Regions from separate parts of the Macaca mulatta genome. Here region 1 is linked to region 2. A link is a contact called in public Hi-C data. All regions are on one chromosome and are shown on one strand. Each heading gives the region's core, a stretch centred on a gene start, on an enhancer-like site or on the middle of the called end of the contact. The rest is flanking DNA. Distances are from core to core; before and after follow the strand shown.

Region 1 (6,125 bases), core at 200-2,699, 49 kb after region 2:
CTAGGACAAATTAGTCACCCTTGGGAGAGTTTCCATCCTTGCCTCCACATACCCTAAATTCCACCAGCAGCCAGCATGATCCTTTTAAAAAGGATCATGTTGCTCCGCTGCTTAAAACATATAGTAACTTCCGATCTCATTAGATTTAAAATCAAAGTCCTTAACCAAGGCATGAGCAATCTAACTAACCCTCCCTATACCTTCTTGGTCTCATTTCTACCGCTGTGCCCTCACTCATTCAGACTCAATAACCTCCTCATCAGGGCCTTTGCACTTGCTGTTCCTCTACCTGGAAGGCTCCTCCCCCCGCATTCCCACATTACCTTCAGGTCTCTGCTCAAGTGCCCCCTTATCTCACTCTCTCTTAGCCTGCTGTTTTTCAGCACAGCATGTAGCATCACCTAACATTATATGTTTATTTATTGTCTGTTTCACTCCTCCAGAATGTAAGCTCAATGAATTAATATAAACAAGGATCTAAGAACTTCAGATAATGATAACTGCTATAAAGAGAATGAAACAGAGCAATGGGATAAAGACTATAAAGAGATGGGGGTTTTGTCATTTAGGTCCCTTGAAGGTGCTTACATGTGAACTGAGCCCTTAGATGATGAGGAGGCAGCCACATGCAAATCCACAGAGAAAACAGTAAGTGTGAGGAGTGTGAGCCAGGTATGGGCTGGCATACTTGAAGGACTTACTCATCTTCCATTACACTGTTCGTCGCACAGGGCAGGGCTCAGGGCTGATCTCCATGAGCATAGGTTGGATTGAGCAGAGTTGAAGGCTCTGCCCTTGTCCCAGGAAGGGTTTCAATCCGACAAAACCCAGACAAGAAGGACCTGATGATGAGTACTGTCCCAGAGAGCCCACTCCAGGACTGGCCCCGTTCTGTGAGCAGGTGGGACACAGAGATGTTGATGTCACTATCCCTGACCCCAGGACCTCGCACCTGGTTCACACGGTAAGGAAGATTGTGGCATTTGGGTTGAGAGAATGGAAAGAGAGAGGATTCCAGGGGTCAAAAAGGGCCTGAATAAGGACTCTTCAAGGAGTAATCCTGGTGTTTCTTTGGGAGAGAATAGGTCAGTGTGGCTGGAGTTCAAGGAGGATGTCAGGAAGCAGAGGAAAAGGAGGCTTAAGAGGCAGCTGTCATCTTGAAAAGAGCTCAGCTCTCGGGTAGAACTTGAACAAGTCACATAATTACTCTCGGCCTCGGTTTCCTGATTTGTTAGATGAAGATAATACCTGCCACACAGAGTATGAAGCCGATCAGTGTCCTGCACATAGCAACCTCAGTAAAGAGAAGCTTGCTGCTGTGATTACAGTTGGTTAAGGACCTTCGATGCTGAAGGACGGACTACTACAGCGAGTACCGGGCACTACAGCAAGTGCCAGGGGCAAGCACCGCCAGGACCCGGAGGTCCGCTGGCTTTAGAGAGCGGACTTGGCGCGCAGAGGCTGCTGGTCCCAGAGGGAGGAAGGGCGTTGAATTTGGGCAGCCTCCCTGCAGGAGGCGGGCCGTGGCTTACACAGGGCGGCGAGAGCGCGCAGTGCCGGGGCCAGAGCGGCGCGCCCCCTCCTTCCCGCCCCGCCTAGCCGCTCTCCTGCGCCCGGAACGTTGGGCGCGCGGAACCTCGGTGCCGGAGCGCGGGCGCGGCGCACTCGGAGCGGGATGGAGCGGGCGCGCGGGCCGCGGGCCGAGGCCGACGCGCCTGAGGAGGAGGAGGCGGGGGCGGCCATGGCTGCTGTGGTGGTGGCGGCTGCAGGTGGCGCGGGACCGGCGGTCCTGCAGGTGGCCGGTCTCTACCGGGGCCTGTGCGCGGTGCGCAGCCGCGCCCTGGGCCTGGGGCTTGTGTCACCCGCGCAGCTGCGCGTGTTCCCAGTGCGCCGCGGCTCCGGCCGGCCCGAGCGGGGCGCCGACTGCAGCGGGGTCGGGGCCGAGGCCGAGCTCCAGGCCAACCCTTTCTACGACCGCTACCGCGACAAGATCCAGCAGCTGCGCAGGTGCGGGCCCCGGCTGGCTGGAGCGGGCAGGAGGCGGGAGGAGGGGCGGCCCGGGCTGCTGGGCCTTAGGACAGCCCTGTGAGGTGGGCACTGGTACTGTCCCCACTCTTCAGATGATGTAGCCAGGCTCCACGTGGCTAGGTCACTTGCCCAAGATCACACAGCTAGTTGGTGTCAGAGCTGGGAGTCTGCAAAGCCCTGGCTTTGTCTGTGTTTTGGTTCTCCAAACGCTAAGGTAGACTCTTATGACAGCCCTGAGGCAGGCAGCTCAGACACCTGTCCTCATTATAGAAATGGGAAAACGCCTTCTAGAGAAGGGACTTGACTTGCTCAAGGTCACATATTAAGACAGCTGAGGCCCTTGTCTGCAAGGAAAGGCGATTGGGGATAGGAGGAGGGCATCAAAGACTAGTAGTGTCACAGTCGGATCACCCATTGAACCCTCTTAAGATAAGGGGACTGAGGATCAGCGAGAGTAGGAGACTTGCCAAAGGTCACACAGCTCTTTGGGATTTGTCTGACTCTGAGTCCAGGGTCCCTAACACCACCCCTTAGCTTCCAGAGGGAAGGCCCTGGAGCTTAGAGGGGCTTGAGGTGCATGTGAGGGGCTATAGGAGAGTCTGAAGAGTTCAAGCGGGAAGAGCTAAAGGAGAACAGAGGTGAAAATTAAAGGGGCTTGGGAGAGAATTTAGCAGGGTAAGAAGGAAACCAAAGAGTTATGAAAGGAAACCAAAGAGTACGGTAAATTCTTTGAGTTCTGTCCCGTCTCTACTTCCACTGCCTTAATTTACTCCATCATCGTCACTTGGGCTGTTGCCATTATCCTCTAGTGTTCCCTACTTCCATTCCTGGACCCCTTTACCCCAGTTCCTCTCACTGCTACTATAGTGATCTTTCTTGCCATTTGAAACAGTTATGCAGTAAATGAATGAGTATTCTTGCTCTCCTTCCAGCAGCATTGAGATAGTCTCAAGTATTTGTCATCTTAAAAACCTTTCCTTGATGTACATTCCCCAACGAGCTTCTCTCATTGATCTGTATTTGATCTCTTTTACACACAAGCATCTCTGAAGAGTTGTCTACTCATACTTTGAATACTTTATCAGCATCCATTCATTCTTACCCACTCATGAACAAATGAATAACTGGTTTTGCCCTCCTTTCCTACTGGATCATTCCCATCAACATTCCCATATACATACTGTTATCCCCCACTGACCTCTAAATAACATCCAAACTCCTTAATGTTCCACACAAGTTCCTCGCACCCTAGTCCCTGCCAGTCTCTCTCTAGCTTTATCTATTAGCAAACTTCCTTTGAAAAAAAATGGAGAGGAGGGGATGTTCCAGGTAAGGGGAGCAGCAGCATAAACAAAGGTACAGAGGCATGAACCCACCTTAACATTTGGGGATGTTTGAGCAAATTTTCATCATAATACCTGTTGCACTTTAATTTGTTTACTTTTATGCCTGTCTCTCCCACTAGATAGTGAGCTCCTTGAGGTAGGGAGTCTGACTTATTTATTTCTATATCCTCAGATCCCAGCAAGAGCTTCACTGCCCAGGCTGTGCCTTGCCCTCTTTACCTCTTCACTATGGCAGGCCCAGTTGCAGCTGTGGCCACTAGCAGGGTTGACCCTGGTCCTGGTACAGCCCCCAGGGCTGCTTGCAGCTCTGGCCAGGCAGGTGCCATGCCCTACTAAGCAGAAACCCCTGGTGTGGCTCTTTATTGAGGAGGAGCTGGCCCACTACAGAGAGAAGAGAAACAGCCCATCTACATGACAGTGAAGGCAGTGGTGTTTTATGTCACCTCCAGAAAGGAATTTTATGGAAGAAGGGGCCACCTATAATGCCTTGACCAGGAAAGTCCACCAGAGGGATAGCCAAGATGTCCCTGGGTCCTACAGACCTCACCTATGAAACTCTGGGTCTCATGGCCAAAGAGCTGGAATCCCTGAATGATATCTTCACCACAGTGTACAAAACCAAATATCCCATGGTTAGCTACACAGCCTGAAGAATTCTTAATAGGGACAGCACCCCAGCCTGCATTTCAAACCTGAAGACCACCTCCATTTTGACATAAAGAATGTGTTCTGATGTTTCACCTCCAAGAGCAGCTTCTTTGGAGGGTGGGTCAGGGAGACACTAAGATGCTAAATCTTCTGCAAACTAGGCTGCCTAAAGCCTCTGAATCACCAGGATCTGAATAAAACAGATGTTTAACCTAGTTGGGGGGACATATTTTCAAGAACTGGATGTATTCAAGTAAAAGCTTGACACCTAGTAAAGAGGCTGTAGGATTCTTGCCTGAAGAGGTGATCCAGCAAGATGACCTCAAAATTCTAAGTACCCTAAATGTAAGTATCTGAGGGACTAAGCCCTGTGTAAACCTAGGGAACAGCCTGCAAAAGAAAAATGTTACACAGGCCCCTTGAGGATTAACAACAGTTGAATAACAGGATTTCTTTTTCCGGTTTCTTTATTTCTAGGCCTATGCCCAGTTCTTACTAACTGAAGGCAAATTTTTCAACCTCTCTGAATGGCAGTGTCCTTTCTCTGTAGAGGTGGAAAGTGATGCTTTATTATTTTAGAATCCAAAAAGGCCCAGTTGGTTTACCCTTTGGTTTACCTCTGATCAGGTCTGACCCAGCTGCTTTTGAGTCCCGTCTGGAGAAACGCAGTGAATTTCGGAAGCAGCCAGTGGGGCGTTCCAGGCAAGGTGATTTTATCAAATGTGTGGAACAGAAGGTAAGACCTGCCCCCATTGGTGGTGTTTGCTTACCAGCACTCCTTTAACCTCCTTACCCTGGCCCTTATCCTTAAAGTTGGTCTATTGATGGGTCAACTGGGTGAACTAAACATAGTCTCTCCCAACTCCGTTTCCATCCATAAATGTTTATCCTGCTCTTTCTAGGCAAAGTACTGTGGTCGTGGTGGAGATATAGAAGTATGAGAGGGGTACTTCCTGCTCCCAAGAGGAGCAGTCTAGTGGTCAAGGCAAGGCACACTTGGCAGCGGGCTAGAGGTATCAGAGAAAATTTCCCATGGGAGATGGAACTTGACCTAGGCTAGGAACATTGTGGGGGATTTAAATTAAGTAGAGAGGAGGGAATGGGACTTTGATGTAGAGCAGGGGTCATCACATTTTTTCTGTAAAGGACTAGATGTTAAATATTTTAGGCATTGTGGGCCATATGGTCTTCTTTGTGACTACTCAGCTCTACCATTATAGTGCAAAAGCAGGCCTAGACCGCACGTAAATGAATGGGTATGGTTCTGTTCCAATAAAACTTAATTTACAAAAATATTTGGTAGACTAGATTTAGTTTCCTGACAACCAGCCACCCCTGCCAACCCACCCCCATCCATTCCCATGTTGAGGAATTAGCTTAAACAGAGGAAGAGCTTTGAAAGTAAAAGGGGTTTCAGGAGACAGCATGGTACCATACCCAATTAAAATGGAGAGGGAAGTGTTAAGGCTAAATAAGTAAGTTAGGCATTAAACTCTTTGGGCTTAAGGAGTACAGGCAGGTTAATTTAGCTGCTAAGAGGGTGAGCTCTGGGGCCAGATGCCAAGGACTGAATCCTAACCCTTCCAGTTACTAGCTGGGTGACTCTTCAGCAAATTGTTACTTCTCCATGCCTCAGTTTGCTTATCTGTAAAACAGGAATAATAACAGTACCTACTTCACAGAGTTGTGCTGAAGAGATAATACCATTTAAAACTCTTTAGCCCCATCCCTGGCATAATAAGTACTTAATATATATTAGCCATTATTATCCTTAAATAGGAATCAAAGCTGAGGAAAAGCATGTTGAAAACTATGTCTGGGAAGATTATTCTAATGCAGTGTTTTTCAAACTTTTTGACCATGACCCACAGTAAGAAATATATTTTACATTGCAGTTCAGTACACACATATGTATATGATTGTGACTGAAAAAAAAAAAATTTACGAAATAATGCTTACTTTTACAACATGCAGTCCATTCTTATTAATTTTTATTCTTTTTCATCTTTTGAAAAACTCTGATCACAATCCACTAAATGTATTTCACAACCTATTATTTGAAAAATTCTAACCTAGGGTGGTGCACAGAACAAACTGGTGTAG
Region 2 (6,607 bases), core at 1,484-3,983:
ATGACCAGCCCACTGACCAGTCCTGGGAGAAATCTCCACCTGCAGAGTGCACAGGTTCTGGCTGACCAGAAGTCCCTGAAGCTGGGGTGGTGTGTCCTCAGCCCTGCCCTACTCCCCTGGGTTCTTCAGTCCCTGGTTCCCTGGGAACCTGTATCATCTACAACAAAGGAGGGCTACCCCATCCTTGGGCCAGCCACCTCTCCTGCCTGGGGCTTCTGATGACCGCAGGATGTGTTTCAGAAATGGTTCTTGAAGTCAAGAGCCTCACCTGTCTATCCCCAGTCCTTCAGGGAAGCACTAGTGAAGAACTCTCCAATAAAATTTTCTGTGGTGGTGGAATTGTACTACTCCTTGCTGCCTGGTAGCCACTTGCCACATATGGCTACTGGACACAGGGGCCAATGATACTGAGGAACTAATTTAAAATTTGTATTTTGTTTTAATCATGTTAAATGGAGATTTAAATTATTATATGTGGCCAGTGGCTACTGTATTGGACAATGCAGCTCTAGAAACAAAAGGGGACAATACACCATGACTTGGGGCTTCAAAAACACTTTCACAGTCATCTCATTGTCCTGTGAAATAGGTGTTTATCCCATTTTACAGAGGAGAACACTGAAGCTCAGAGAAACTAAACGGCTTCCATGCTGATGGAGCCAGGAAGAAGTAGAGACATGACTGAGTCGCAGGTTTCTTGATTTTGATTCCAAAATTGCACTCATACCTCTTTGCAACACTGCCCACTTACGTAGTCATCACATATCTATTGGGTCATTGTTATTTAGGAGCATACTTCTGGGCTAGACACTTAAAAACAAATCAGACACAGGCCCAGGCTTTGCAAGAATCCTTAAACAAAAGCAGTGTACTTGCCACAATAAGAATATAGGCATAAAAATTATCTTAAGTGACTTTCTTCCAAGTAGCTCAAAGCACTTTGCTTTAAATTCCATTTATATCTGATGACTTCCCAATTGATACTTCAGGCCCCAACCTGTGCCCAGAGAACTCTCAATGGGTATACCAAACAGCCTCTATTTGAATATTGAATTGGCTTCTCAAACTTATCCCAAACCTGCTCTTCCCCATCTCAATAAATAACAATTCCCTGCTTCCAGTGTTTCCACCTCCAAACCCTCTCTTCTCTTCACACCTTTCATCTAATCTATCAGCAAAAATTGTCAGTTCTGTCTTCAGGAAGCATCTAGAATGCTCTCCATCTCTGCTACTGCCTCTCTAATCTATCCGCATCATCTCTAGTTGGACTGTAACAAACTGCTCTCCTGTGTTCCTCACTCTCTCCTACTTTTTTCTACAAAGTAGCCAGAGTGATTTTTTTTCTTCTTTTTATTTTTATTTTATTTTATTTTATTTTTTTGACACGGAGTCTCGCTCTGTCACCAGACTGAAGTGCAGTGGCACAATCTCGGCTCCTTGCAACCTCCGCCTCCCGGGGTTCAAGCCAGTTGAACCCCTGCCTCAGCCTCCCAAGTAGCTGGGATTAAAAGCGCACACCACCACGCCCAGCTGATTTTTGTATTTTCAGTAGAGACAAGGTTTCACCATATTGGCCAGGATAGTCTCCATCCCCTGACCTCACGATCTGCCCGCCTCAGCCTCCCAAAATGCTGGGATTATAGGCGTGAGCCACCACGCCCGGCCCAGAGTGATTTTTTTTTAAACGGAAAAGCCAGAGTATGCCACCTCTTAGCTTAAAGCCCCCAGTGCTTTCCCAAAGTCCTTTCAGTGATCCATAAGGCCCTAAAGCTTTGGCCTCTCATGCTTCTCTGACCTCATTTCCTATCACTCTGTTCCTTGCTCTTCTGGTCCAGCCACAACAGGTCTTCCTGGTCACTCCTTCCTGCAAACACTGCACAGCTCACTCCCTCACCTCCTCTGATAATCTCGCTGAATGTTCCCTTTTCACAGAGGCACTCCCCATCACCTGACCGTGTTTCAATTTTCCTAATAACACTTATAACCTCCTGACATTTAACATGCTTGCCTATTGTTGCTCTCCTCCCACTAGAGTATAAATAAACTGCAGGAATAGATTGGCAGATAAGATACAGGATGCTCAGCTAAACTTGCATTTCACATACACAATGAATAATTTTTTAGTATGAGGATGTCCTAGATGTTGCATGGGACGTCTTAACGCTAAAAAATTGTTTGCTGTTTATCTGAAATTCAAACTTTACTGGGTGTCCTACATTTTCATTTGCTAAATCTGGCAACCCTACACAGGAAGACAAGCACCCTGGTTATTTTGTTCATGGCTGTATCCCCAGCGCTAGAACAGCTCCTGACACGTAGTAAGTAAGCTCTCAATAAATATTTATTGACTGAATGAATGTGTTCATTAATCTGAAACGCGCCTAAACTTTTAATAGCCTGTGTGAGAGTCAGAGGGGCGGAGCCTTCAGACTTGGTTAGTCCAGTTCACAACTGGGTGCCTGGGCGGCTGATAAACTTTCCAGGTAGGTCGAGCAGCTGGGTACTTTGCCTGCCCCGCCCGCGCTCCGCAGGATGCAGAACTCCACCCGGCTCAGAGGAGCAGCAGGTCCCGGAAGCCCTCCTGGGGGCGGGGCCACCCTAACCGGAGGGTGGGACCCAGCCCCAGCAGGGGCAGGGCCCCTTTAACACCCCACCTCTCCGCCTCGACTTTCGCCCCGGCGTGACGTCACCCAGGCGGGCGACCAATGGGAGCACGGCTTACTGGCAGGCGGTGCCGGTGGCCGCTGCCAAAGGGGAAGTCATCTGGGGCTGGAGCGATGGCCCGGGTCTGGAGCCCGCGGCCGCCGCCGCCGCCGCCACCAACACCAACAACAAAGTGTCGGGAGCAGCCGCGGCCGAAGCCGGAGCAGGGGCCGGAGTCGCGGCTGGAGTGGGGCCTGCGCGTGTGAGTGGCCGAGAGTTGCCCGTGCCGGAGACCTCAAACTACGGGCGGGAGCGCTTTCTGTCGGCCAAGCCGCCGTAGCCCGCGGCACCGTGTCCCCAAGGCCCAGACAGCGGGGCGGGGGTCTAGCAGGCGCGGGACTGGCTTCTCTCAGGCCGACCCTTCGAGCCGGGATCCGGATCTTCCTCGGCCTCGGGCCTCCTTCACGTTCAGGACGGAGGCCGGAGAACGGTGATCATCACACACCCCAGCCGGCTTCCTGGGCCGGGCATTTTCTCTGCGGCCAAGCAGTGTTGGGATTGTAACTGCTGGGAGCCGCCTCCTGCCGCCACCTGTCCTGCCAGGAAGGGACTGACGCGTTCCCACGTTCTTGCTCTGCACCTCCCCGCTCTCTTCCCATTCAAGAACAAGTTTCTCTTCCCTCTCCGTTGGAAATCCTCCCCCGGAGGTACAAAACACCTATTTTAAGCGTGCCCTTCCTCAGCTCCTGGAGCACTCTTAGAAGTATTGCCTACTTATCCGGGCTGAGAATCCTTCATTTTTGACTTGGCTTTTTTTCGCCCTGTGGAAGATAAAGGCCCCTTTCCACCCTGTACTAACACTCTGCGTCCAAGGCCTTATCCTTTGGGGTCACCAGCTCCTTGGCCATTTCTATGTGATTTCCCCCACCCATCTGAGTTCCAGTTTCCTCTGGGCTCCAATCTCCAGTCCCTGGCGGATCTGGTCAGTCCCACCCCTAGGTGGGAGTGACCAGGGGGCTCTGGCCCAGGATCTCCAACCCTGGAAGGCAGCTCCAAGGCAGGAAGAGAATTGGGCGTCGGGTACGAACCTGGCAGCTCAGGAGTCGGGGCTCCACTTACCCCACACAAAAAGATGAAAAAGCGCAAAGAGCTCAATGCACTGATTGGTTTGGCTGGGGACAGCCGGAGAAAGAAGCCCAAGAAAGGCCCAAGCAGTCACCGCCTGCTTCGCACTGAGCCTCCCGACTCAGACTCTGAGTCCAGCTCCGAAGAGGAAGAGGAATTCGGTGTGGTTGGAAATCGCTCTCGCTTTGCCAAGTGAGTAGTGGTGAAAGGTGGAATGGGAAGAAGGCATCTCCTTGCACTACCAAGGGGCCACATTGACAGGAAGGAGAAAGGAATTCCTTAGGAAGAAAAAAGGGTGTAGACCTTGGAAGTCAAAGAGGGAAAAACGGTTTTAGGGAAAAGGTAAGTTCAGATCCTGAATGAAGAATAAGTTAGAGACCTGTCTTTAGGTGTAGAAAGAAAATCTCCAAATCCGAGGTGGAAATATGGAGTTGGGAGAATGTGCCAAGAGCCCAGGGAGTCCTAAAGAAGCGAAGAATGGAGACAGAGGAGCAGAGAAGCTTTGGAGACTAGACCTTTTGAAACAGTGTAGAACGAAGGAGAAACAGAGACTTTAAGACTGCAAATTATTTCGTTTTTGCACTCTTGATGATTCTGAATATTGGTGATGGGGAAATATGGTGAGAGATATAGTAGGAAGTAGGAGCCTTGAGAGTAGGTGGGGTGAGGGGGCAAAAGAAGAGGCATCATTTTCCCTCGTCATTCATAGGTGTAGAGACCACTAGGCAAATCAAGTAGTAAGATTTGAGAACATTGGGAATGGGGCTCAGGGTGGGAAAGGACCAAAGCGAACTTTAAAAACGCCCTTGGACTCTCTGGGCGCACACTAAAAGAAAAGAGGATTCTGCTGAAGATGTGTAAACAATGGCTAGGCAGAAGGTCAGGATGCTGACATTGAGTGGTTGGTTGGTTTAAAATGTCTTGTTTTGTTAAAGGAAGAGTTTGATTTCTAATGAGCTTTGTCAACTTAGGCTGTTAAGGGCAATCCTGGGTTTGGGTTATGAAGGTCTGATGAAGTGTTACCTTCATCAGAAGATACCTGGAGTAGTTACCCTGCTAGGTTAGTTTAGACCTTGAAAGTTGGTTGATGTTTTGTGTGAAATCTAGCCCCTTCTGTGTTTCCTTACTTCTGAGCCAATAAGCTAGAATACACCAGGTGTCCACTTAAAACTACAGATCCTGTTTCTTTCATTTCTTTTGCAGTAAAACTTGCTCAAAAGTTTATAAAGTTTCAGGAAACTGAAACAAGATTCCCCGGAGTGAGTGAGTATGCATTTGAGAGAGAGAAATCAATAGGGAAATTACAGTGCAGAGATGGAATTGCAGAGAAACATTGATCTTTACACTTTTGTGACCTGAGCTTGTATTCAAAGACCTCTCTCCTGATGATGACAGCTGCAGTGCCTTTACGATCTTCCTTTTACCTGCAGGAGTTCCCTCTGTTTTATGTGACGTTTGAAACTTTTGTACCTAGTAGATGAACCCTTAATAGGTCGTATTATTTATTCATTTAAGTGCTTTACCCTACCTTCCCTGGTTAATTCACTGGTTATTCATTTAGAGGAGATAATTGCATGGCAAAACGTGTACTATTTCTAATGAAGCTATACCCCATAATCACTTCTGTACTCATGGTTGAATTTGTTCTCTTGAGCAGGGGAGACTATTTACGATGCTGCAAGATCTGTTATCCGCTCTGTGGTTTTGTCATCCTTGCTGCCTGTGTTGTGGCCTGTGTTGGCTTGGTATGGATGCAGGTTGCTCTCAAGGAGGATCTGGATGCCCTCAAGGAAAAATTTCGAACAAGTAAGTGGTTACTCCTTTTTTTTTCTTTTTTCTTTTTTTGAGACAGGGTCTTGCTCTGTTGCCCAGGCTGGAGTACAGTGGTACAATCTCGGCTCACTGCAGGTTCAAGTGATTCTTGTGGTCAGCCTTCTGAGTAACTGGGATTACAGGTGTATGCCACCACGCCCAGCTAATTGTTTTGTATTTTTAGTAGAGACAGAGTTTCACCATGTTGGCCAGGCTGGTCTCAAACTCCTGACCTCAGTTGGTCCACCCACCTCGGCCTCCCAAAGTGCTAGGATTACAGGCGTGAGCCACCATGACCGGCAGTGGTCACTCTCTTCAGGGTGTCATCTTGGACTCCTTTCCAGGTTCTGGGACAAAGTCAACCATGCTGAATGAAGAGTTTTGCTCATTCTAGTGAAGCAATTATACATTCCTCTCAGTATTTTTATACTCTTTTTGAGCTGTCTGCTTGAATGTTGTAATACTTATTTGTTTTTAAACTCACAAATAAAAGGCAGTGCTTATGCACCAGCAGGAGAAGTAATATCTGAAATAATGGCATTGCAGTAAATGCTTAGCGTGCAGAAGGCAAGAGACTCCTACCCCCAGGATAGGAGTCTAGAACTTCGTTTAACCTCTACTTATAGCTTGCATCTCCCCGAGTATAAAGTGACAATGACAACACTGAGCTATTCCTTCTACCTCACAGGGCCATTTGAGAAAGAATGTGGGAGCATCTGTCAAAGGATTGCCTCTTTAGAAAGACCAAATAAGAGCATAGGAATGGGCAATAATAAGAGTAGCTAACATCTGTGGAAGGCCTACTGTGTGCCAAGTCTCATATCATTTTCTTTACAAAATAATCCTGTGAGATGGCTATTATTTTTATTATCTTGTGCTCTTGGAAGGATTAAGTAATTTGTTCAGTGATTAAGTATGAAAGAGCTGAGCATCCTCTTGCCCCTTGCTGCCCAACTTCACATTTACAACACTACTATCTGCACCACTGTTCCCGGTGGCCTTGTAAGCCTACGCACATTTATTCAAG

What was found. Hi-C and Micro-C count contacts between places; a contact is called where the count stands out from the background.
Region 1: a contact with region 2 is called in a Hi-C map of liver, with 2.1 times the contacts expected there. The contact joins the promoter of ATPAF1 here to the promoter of EFCAB14 in region 2. A contact is called at or near these places in 2 of 14 Hi-C or Micro-C datasets (cortical neurons and liver).

The regions. Positions count from the first base shown.
Region 1 is chr1:193,921,960-193,928,084 of T2T-MMU8v2.0, forward strand. It overlaps ATPAF1 (ATP synthase mitochondrial F1 complex assembly factor 1), which reads left to right and starts at 1,450. Exons shown (of 12, transcript XR_013402370.1): 1 at 1,450-2,007; 2 at 4,650-4,758. TEX38 (testis expressed 38) reads right to left here and starts at 1,602. Exons shown (of 2, transcript XM_028834133.2): 1 at 1-1,602.
Region 2 is chr1:193,871,687-193,878,293 of T2T-MMU8v2.0, forward strand. EFCAB14 (EF-hand calcium binding domain 14) reads left to right here and starts at 2,734. Exons shown (of 10, transcript XM_015138873.3): 1 at 2,734-3,960; 2 at 5,426-5,574. The coding sequence starts at 3,776.